2 separate regions of the Zea mays genome follow, and region 1 is linked to region 2. A link is a contact called in public Hi-C data. All regions are on one chromosome and are shown on one strand. The core of a region is the stretch at or near the end of the contact, and the rest is flanking DNA. Distances in the headings are between cores, read along the strand shown.

The links. Hi-C and Micro-C count contacts between places; a contact is called where the count stands out from the background.
Region 1: a Hi-C map of ear shows a contact between it and region 2, with 2.2 times the contacts expected there. The contact joins the enhancer-like site here to the promoter of LOC100191999 in region 2. A contact is called at or near these places in 2 of 25 Hi-C or Micro-C datasets (ear and tassel).

The regions. Positions count from the first base shown.
Region 1 is chr8:124,416,944-124,421,817 of Zm-B73-REFERENCE-NAM-5.0, forward strand. No RefSeq gene overlaps it. Among protein-coding and RNA genes, the nearest start is that of LOC100382397, 60 kb to the left of the region's middle. Within about 2 kb of position 1,753, at least 19 of the 20 cell types and tissues checked have an H3K27ac peak or open chromatin away from gene starts, as enhancers often do. A contact at or near this core is called in ear and tassel, where this site is marked.
Region 2 is chr8:124,308,764-124,313,929 of Zm-B73-REFERENCE-NAM-5.0, forward strand. It overlaps LOC100191999 (Cytokinin-O-glucosyltransferase 1), which reads right to left and starts at 1,323. Exons shown (of 1, transcript NM_001137423.2): 1 at 1-1,323. The coding sequence starts at 1,091.

The DNA of each region.
Region 1 (4,874 bases), core at 503-3,002, 110 kb after region 2:
TACCAACTTGCTCTTCAGGTGACTCATAACCTCGCGCTAGTCGTAGCAATACAAACAAACAATGTATAGGCAAAATTAACATCACATCAAACATAAGTACAAACTGAATAATAATGATCTACGCGAACCTACGAGATCGTGGGTTCAAGAACCACTAAATTCGGAATTACGGTTATAGAGTTATGATTTTCTGAAGATTCACGTGGTTAAATATTAAACTATATTATAAATTGGTTAATATACACCATATGAGAGACTATCCTATAAATAATTAACTTTTAATCTTGATTATAACCTGATTCGGAATCATATTTTAATCATATTATAGATAGGTTATCTTTAATTAGCAAACTTAATCCACTAAACACAAATTAATCAATATCCATTTATAAGAATATGTGTTATGATAAAATTAATGTTGTTATTGCATGGACAATGTTTTTATGAAGCTAACGAAACTTGAACGCATCCAATCGGAGTAAAAATGAGCAACACATGAATTTTCTAGGATTACTTTATACTTGAAAATCGATTTCCATATTTTTCTTTTATTATTTTCTGCACCATATATACCACAAATATTATTTCTTAGGACTTTGGGGACTATTCCATAAAAATCTGGACCTAATCGTAATGGTCTTAAGCCTTTTGTGGATTGTGGGTTTAATTCATAAATCTATAGGGGCTCTTTTGAAAAGTTGCTGTCGCGAAGGGGTATCTCTCGATCTTAGCCGGTGGATTACTCCGATGACCAGGATCATATCATGGTATAAAGAACAACTATGCCTTTTCGACAGTTGGATTGTATATCAACGGTACCGATTTGTTTGCACACGATCCAATTTAGCTCGCCCGATTGGATCTCGACGGACAGGATTTCGTCTGCCAAATCGGTGCATGCTCCGAACTGATCTCCACTCTCCGTAATAGAATCAACGACACAAGGCCATTCCCCTCTTTGCCCACGACCCCAAACACGGCGGCGGCGCCCCAGCACGCGGCGGAGGCCCCGTCGGAATACCCAAAGAGCTGCATTGGTGAAGTAATCGCGACTAGGAACAGAGCGAAACGTAATTCATACAAGCGCGAACATCAAAGAATGCATTTTACCACGTATCGGGGTGACGACGATGCAACCCATGGGACACGGCGGCTCCATGGTGACCGGAGTGCTCGGGTGAGCCGTCCCATATTCTATGGTCCTCATGCAAACACCGAGACGCCTTGAACACTCTTCTTGTACCGCGGTGAAGTCTCCAACGTGGATTCCGATGGTCAAGCGCCGGTGTAGGGGAACCCTGATGCGGCGGCCACCATGACTCCCAATCGTGGAGGCGAACCTCAGACCCACGGTTGGTCATCCCCCGCACCGGAGCAATGGCAACCCATACCGCGCCATGGCGAAGTTCCCAGGACGGTTCTCAGAAACTGGACGACGCACGCGGCTTCTATGGCAGCGAGCTCCGTCACTCTATTATCTCCCTCTCTCGGTAGCTCGGGTTGGCGGCGTAGCCCTCGACGGCGGCTCGTACAACACGGATCTAGGGGGTGCCGTAATGGGCGAAGGGAAGGGTTCTCCTTATATGGACAGGCACCGGCCGAATAAACGGCCATGGCCGAGTTTGGCGGAAATCAAGCGAGCTCGTTCGGATTCTGTTGCGCTTCGGTCGGAGAAGGTGAACCTGATAGAGGGGCTCCACGTGACGGCGGCACCCGGGTTGGAGCATGAGGTGAGGCGCCAAGTGGGCCCCGCATGGCGGTGTTAGGAGATGAAGGTGGGCTAGCTGGGAGCATGGGAAACAGGGAATGGGCCGACATGTTAGGGTTCCAGCCCACGTAGGTTTTCTGTTTTTTTGTTTTTTTATTTCTTTTTTTCTATTTCCCAATTTCAAACTAAATTTTAAATTCTAGTTTTGAACTTCAAATTTCTAAGTGGCAGAATTAATCCAAATGTGAATATACACTATACTGTTTACAATTTATTATTCATTCTCCTCCTCGCTATTTATTTATGGAATAAATAGTTTCATTGAAATTCCCTTTCTTATTTACAATTTCCACACTTGAATTTTGAGTTTAAATCATTACCTTGAATTTTCAGGCTTCCAAATGTCCAATACCATCCTAATTGTGGATATAAACTCTACAAATTTTTAATAATATTTATTATTAATTCTCCCTCCCTTTTCCAACTCTAGAAGTGAAAGTCGCCTAGAGGCGGGTGAATAGGCAAATCTGAAATTTATAAAGTTTAAGCACAACTACAAGCCGGGGTTAGCGTTAGAAATAAAGTCGAGTCCGAAAGATAGGGCGAAAACAAATCACAAGAGAATAAGGTGAATGACACGGTGATTTGTTTTACCGAGGTTCGGTTTTTGCAAACCTACTCCCCGTTGAGGTGGTCACAAAGACCGGGTCTCTTTCAACCCTTTCCCTCTCTCAAACGGTCACTTAGACCGAGTGAGCCTTTCTCTTCAATCAAATGGGACACTTAGTCCACTACAAGGACCACCACAGCTTGGTGTCTCTTGCTTTGATTACAAGTGAGTTGGAAACAAGAATAGAGGAAGAAGAAAAGCGATCCAAGCGCAAGAGCTCAAAAGAGCACAAAAGTCTCTCTCTCTAGTCACTAATTTGTTTGGAGTGATTCCGGACTTGAGAGAGGATTTGATCTCTTTTTTGTGTCTTGGAATGAAGTCTAGAGCTCTTGTATGAGGTTTGATGGCTGAAAACTTGGATCCATTGAAGTGTGGTGGTTGGGGGGTATTTATAGCCCCAACCACCAAAATGACCGTTGGTGAAGGCTTCTGTCGTATGGCGCACCGGACAATCCGGTGCACCAGCCACGTCACCAGGCCGTTGGGTTCCGACCGTTGGAGCTTCTGACAACGGGGCCACCGGACAGTCCGGTGGTGCACCGGACAGGTCCTGTTTACTGTCCGGTGCGCCTTCTGGCGCCTGCTCTGACTTCTGCGCGCGCAGTTGCACTGTTCACTGTTCACTGTAGCATTGCAGACGACCGTTGGCGCGGACGACCGTTGCTCCGCTTGGCACACCGGACAGTCTGGTGCTACACCGGACAGTCCGGTGAATTATAGCGGAGCGGCCTCCCCGAATTCCCGAAGGTGGCAAGTTTGGAGTGGAACTCCCTGGTGCACCGGACACTGTCCGGTGGCACACCGGACAGTCCGGTGCACCACACCAGGGCTGCCTTTGGGTTGTCTTTTGCTCTTTTTATTTGAACCCTTTCTTTGACTTTTTATTGGTTTGTGTTGAACCTTTGGCACCTGTAAAACTTATAATCTAGAGCAAACTAGTTAGTTCAATTATTTGTGTTGGGCAATTCAACCACCAAAATCATTTAGGAAAAGGTGTAAGCCTAATTCCCTTTCAATCTCCCCCTTTTTGGCGATTGATGCCAACACAAACCAAAGCAAATATATAAGTGCAGAATTGAACTAATTTGCATAAGGTAAGTGCAAAGGTTACTTGGAATTAAACCAATATATATTTCAAAAGATATGCATGGATGCTTTCTTCATTTTGACATTTTGGACCACGCTTGCACCACTTGTTTTGTTTTTGCAAATGTTTTGGAAATTCTTTTTCAAAGTCTTTTGCAAATAGTTAAAGGTATATGAATAAGATTTTGAGAAACATTTTCAAGATTTGAAATTTTCTCCCCCTGTGTTAAATGCTTTTCCTTTGACTAAACAAAACTCCCCCTCAATGAAATTCTCCTCTTAGTGTTCAAGAGGGTTTTAGATATTAATTTTGAAAGGGGTTATACCAATTTGAAATTATATCAAAAATAAGATACCAATTTGAAAATCTTTAAAAACACTTCTTTAATACAAATTGAAAGACTACAAATTTTTGAAATTGGTGGTGGTGCGGTCCTTTTGTTTTGGGCTAATATTTTCTCCCCCTTTGGCATGAATCGCCAAAAACGAATACTTGTGAGTGAAATATAAGCCCTTTTAGACAAACTTTCTCCCCCTTTGGTAAATAATATAGGAGTGAAGATTATACCAAATTGGAGAACGGTGCAGAGTGACGGCGAAGGATGAGTAATTTGATGGAGTGGAGTGGAAGCCTTTGTCTTGGCCGAAGAACTCCATTTCCCTTTCAATCTATGACTTAGCATGAAATGCACTTGAAAAACACATTAGTCATAGCACATGAAAGAGATGATCAAAGGTATATAAATAAGCTATGTATGCAAGAAATCAATCAAAATTCCGAGAATCAAGAATATTTAGCTCATGCCTAAGTTTGGTAAAAGTTTTCTCATCTAGTGGTTTGGTAAAGATATCGGCTAATTGTTCCTTGGTGCTAACATAGGCAATCTCGATATCCCCCTTTGTTGGTGATCCCTCAAAAGGTGATACCGAATGGCTATGTGCTTAGTGCGGCTGTGCTCAACGGGATTATTCGCCATGCGGATTGCACTCTCATTATCACATAGGAGAGGAACTTTGGTTAATTTGTAACCATAGTCCCTAAGGGTTTGCCTCATCCAAAGCAATTGCGCGCAACAATGGCCTGCGGCAATATACTCGGCTTCGGCGGTAGAAAGAGCTACAGAATTTTGTTTCTTAGAAGCCCAAGACACCAGAGATCTTCCCAAGAACTGGCAAGTCCCTGATGTGCTCTTTCTATCAATTTTACACCCTGCCCAATCAGCATCTGAATATCCAATTAAATCAAAAGTGGATCCCTTGGGGTACCAAAGGCCAAACTTAGGAGTATAAACTAAATATCTCAAGATTCGTTTTAAGGCCCTAAGGTGAACTTCCTTAGGATCGGCTTGGAATCTTGCACACATGCATACGGAAAGCATTATATCCGGTCGAGATGCACATAAATAGAGT
Region 2 (5,166 bases), core at 73-2,572:
GCCGCCTCCAGCAACGAGCTCGACCCGCAGTGCGTCAGGAACGCGCCCACCGCTGGATGGGCCAGCACCGCCGTCTGCGGAGCCCACCCTCTCACCAGCATCCCCCTCTCCCCGACGCGCTGCTCCCAGCCCTCCGGCGGCGTCCACCCGTCGGCCCTCACCACCCACAGGAACGGCTCCCCTGAGGCCTCCAGGCCGAGCGCCAGCTCCCGGAGCTGGTCCTCCGAGATGGCGGCGTAGGTGCCGAAGCACACGTACACCACCGAGCAGCTTGGCCTGGAGTCGAGCCACCTGATGCATGGAGACTCGCTGGTGCCTGCCGCTGCCGCCGGCAGCGGCAGTGAGACGGGGCCGACGAAGTAGCAGCGCTTCAAGGATTTGGCGCGCACGTTCGCCTCGCGGTACTCCTGCTCCATGCCTGCGAACGTGTTGTAGGCGACGCCCAAACACCTGGCCTGCGCCGCGTTGCAGGGGCTGAACGTGCCTTGGTCCTTCGCCGGGCGTCTCAGGAACTCCGGCAGCTCGCTGACGGGGATCCGTATCTCCGGCCCTGGCAACCCGGGAACGGTAACGTCACGCGACCCAGAGACGACGGCGCCGGCGAGGATGCGCATGACGAGACCCGAGAAGGGGGCGATGACACTGAAAACGACGCACGGCAGGCCCAGCTCGGCGGCGATGCTGCTGGTCCAGAAGAAGTGGTAGTCCGACACGACGGCGTCGGGGGACCGCTCCCTGAGGAGCGCCTCCTGCGCCGGCCGCGAGAGGGCCTCGTCGATGGCGGCGGCGTCGATGCGCCACGCGTCGTCTCCGGCGGTGGAGAGGTTCTCCACGCCCGGAGCGAGGCCATCCACGCGCGGGAACGGGTACGTGACGATCCTGACCGTGCCGCTCGCCGCGGGGCCGTGGCGCTCGAGCGCCGACCGGACCACCGCAACATTGGCCGGGGTCACGGCGACGGTGGGCTCGACGGCTCCTGGCCTGGCTGCCGCGAGACGGACGGCGAAGTCGATGTAGGGCCCGATGTGGCTGGTGGCGAAGAATGGGATCAGAAGTATGCGCATCTTCTTGCTCTGCTTCGCTGAAGCCATGGCTGTTGCTGCAGCTTGTATTGGTCCGAGCCTTTTTTGAGGAGCAGCAAGACTGCTGCAAGAGCTGTCTTGCTACTTTGATTAAATCAAGCGGTAGGTTGGATGCGCAAGCCAGCCTGCTAATCTCGTGGGCAGTAATCAAATATATGGAGTAGATGCATGTCTTATGTTCATTGACCTATGAACTCTCAGTTAAACACTCTATCTGTAAAACCAGAGGCTGCCAACTTCACGTCCAGTTGTTTGTTTCTGCCTTTGGACCACAAATAATGTACAGATGCGGTGACATGGTGGCATGGGGGCACTGCCACTGCAAGGCTGTCAACTTCTACCTGCATGTCAGACTTGACGCAATACCTCACATGCAGCTTCACAAAATAACAATGCTATAACAATTTCTGGTTAAAGTATTTAAGAGCATCAATTTTTTAACTCTTTATTTAACTCCCTATTTACCTCTCTATAAATACATGCGAGTTATTTTGGCTAGCCCGAGAGTGAAAGAACCAATTTATAGAGCCAGATATTTTGATATTAATTAGTTAAAATTTAGTTTAACCAGGAAAATTTATAATGATTATTAGATTTTTATTTAAAAATATTTTTATATTATTTATTTAGTGTCATAAATATTAATATTTGTATCTATAGATTTTATTATTTTTTAGATACGTTAATAAAAATATAGGAGTGTAAAGTGTTAATAAAAATATAGGAGCGTTAGTAAAAAAACAATGTTTGGTGTGGCTCCTCATCAAATCTTTTGGAGAAACCAGAGAACTCGAGAATGAGTCCCTTTCTGCAGATTTGGCTCCTAGCCAAAAATGTCTGTTTCTCTACTATTCACAAGGAAATACCTCTTTCTCTTAAAAATATTTGGTACCCTCCTATACACAGACTTCTGCCGGAAGAGATGTCATTTCTTTACAGTGACTTCCGATCACTGATGTGAGGCAATGGCCGACCCTCGGGAAAATTACCGGAGATGATCCGATTGCTACCAGGAGAGCCAAATCACTAAATCCCCAAAGCTTTTTTTTATTATTATTTCTCCCCTTCACTGCAACCTTGCCAGAGTGCACATGCATATTCAAATACTACATAATTACGTAGTTAGTTGCACATGCGTTAGTACGATTTTTATATTTTCTTTCTGTCCTAAAATAATATTTATTTTAGAAAGTGTTAATAGATTCATGAAATATTTAATGTTTGTGTTTTATATATGTGTCTAGGTTTATTATCATCAATTTGAATATGGACACAAAAATAAAGATCTAAAACGAATAGTATGACGGAGGGAGTATCATATATGTAGATCATATAAGAAATTTTGTCTTACTTATATATATCAATACTTTGACTTTTCAGAGAATATAACACAACGATCTTAAAGAGTTAGAGTAAAGTTTTGCAGAATATATTTGCTACTTGGCATGTTACTATCCGGTGGTTTCTACGTCGTGGTTGTCATATGTGGTTCACGATTATCTATTAAATATATGCGAGTACAATTACATATGTGTCCGTATTTTGTCATAAAATATTGCCATTGTTTTAATAAAACATACCATTATGCACATATTTTAAATGTATGATGTGTTAAATTCAAAACTGTAAAAATAATGTCTAAATCTTCGATTCAAAACAGGGGTAAAGTCACAAAGAACCAACTAAAGTGAGGCAAAATCATATAGCAAAAATTGTCATTTTATCTCAGAATCAACACTATTGCAATGACTTGATAGAACAAAGGCAAAATTTGCCTACAATTTTAAATTGCAGAGGTAAAAACATAAAGTTAAAAATCAGGGCAAAATCACTATAAGGCCTCAAAGTAGGGGTATAAATGTTTAAGCCCCTATATCTGTTACTATTCAAGAATATTTAAAATAAATCAGATAACATAAATATTGCTAAAAAGACACAAATCATCGCTGCTACAAATATAATGCCAGTTTATCAGGGCTTACACAGACACTATCTATATACGTATATAAGGTCATGAACTTTATTAGGAATACAACGCTCGGTGCATGGGCTGCAAGCCTGGACATCCATAATGAGCCCGTTCCAATAGTCTTTCACGCACAAAATTAAAATAACTTAAACCATTGTTTGATTCAGGACTAAGGACATAGCTTACTGCACATTGGCTAATGTGATCACATTTGGTCGTCGTCATATATAACAAGCGTTCGAATATAGATTATCATGGCCAGGGGCAGATTTGGGCCCGGGGCGCAACCCAAAAATCCTCTTATATATATACTAGGTATGTGCCCGTGCGTTGCGACGACGTATAAATTATTCGATAAATATTAGTGCACAACAATTACATGAAAACAGACAACATATATATCATCAACCCCATATCTCACAAACTAACACTAATGACATGAAATTTGTGTGCAATTCAAATAGTGATAAAATACATTGATATGCAAAAATATTATATGTTATTCTATATTTTTATTAGCATCACCAAAAGTGGACATTTACATATCTTAAAAGATATATAAGATTGTACATGTGCTTTGTCATTGATAAAAAATGAACAATGATAAATATGTAGCGAATATTAATCAACATTGATTCCATAAAAGGATAGTATATTATATAAGTCTCGTGAGCGTCACAGATAATGGTATCGTAAAAATCAGGAAACAAAACGATAAAGGGAGACAACAACAACAACTAGGCACATACTTGAATAGCATACCCTAATTATTCATGTCCATTAGCAATTACCATGTACTTAGCATTGCTGGATTTTATGAACTTTATGAGGACTGGATAGATATTTTCAAAAGCGACGTCTCATCTCTCACTTGAAAAGAGAAAATATTGGATATACTCTAACGCGATAAAAAAAACTAAGATGTACTCTAATAATAATGGACTCAAGAAAAGGCTGTTAACATTAGCTCTTGTCAAAACAATCTTGTCGAAAACAAAAATCAGCAGCACGATTTTTGGCTGCTTTATTCGATAGATCAAGCCAGGGAAGAGCTTTGCTTCATACTGGGAAGTGAAAGGTCGAGCAAAATGTGAGAACAGTAGCAGGAAAAATCAATAAGGTTGCTGAGAGAATTATGTTAAAAAAGATGAGGAATGCAACTTACACTTAAATCAATTCACAATTAAAAGAAAGATAGGTCAGGAATTTGTGTACCAGCTTGATAGATGAATTGGGGAAAACAGTGATACCCTTAAATCAATTCACAAAAGTGTGAAGTTAGACATAGTTGACTCACAATTAAAATAAAGGGAGATCACGGATTTGTGTAGCAGACTAATAGATGAATTGAGAAAAAATGATGACACTCTTAAATCAGTTCATAAAAGTGTGAGGTAGACAACTGTGTCGCAACACATTTTCTTCCTGATTCAACAATTTAACGCGATTAAGAATGGCATTAGATGGGAGTGCTTTACCACATACACAGAAGTTCAGGATAGAGACACCGAACTGAAACAACATATTGTATAGAAGTATGGACTAATAAGACAAAGGATAGGGCTAAGGGGATTGGATCACCTTGAATAGGTTAATCTTTGTGATTTGACAGGAACGACAACACGTTGAACATATTAACCTAGTATATAGGACATAGTTTGAACCATCAAAAATTTTGGATAAGTCTACAGTTTTATATAAATGTTGTGATCTGACAGGAACTACAGTTTCATATAAAGGGAAACCATCAATTTTAAGGTCAGGTAGATATATTTTTAGACAAAACTTTGAACACCATACTACATATCATATTAGTGTTTGTGAAGAGAGGTGTGGTTTCATATTTAAGTGACTGATGTTTTAAAAAATAAAAAATCTGACAAGTGCTAAAATAGCTCATGTGGTACACTTAATATACAAAATGTCGTGCAGGACATATTGCCCACAAATATTGATTCAACTACAACTAAAACTCTATTTATTTACGGAAAGGGTGCACGAATGATAAAGCTACAATCAATTAGAGAAAAGGAAACATATATAAAACTTAGACACACAAACCTGAAATTGCCAAATGAACAACCACATGAGTAGTTCTCTATTTTGTAAACCAAG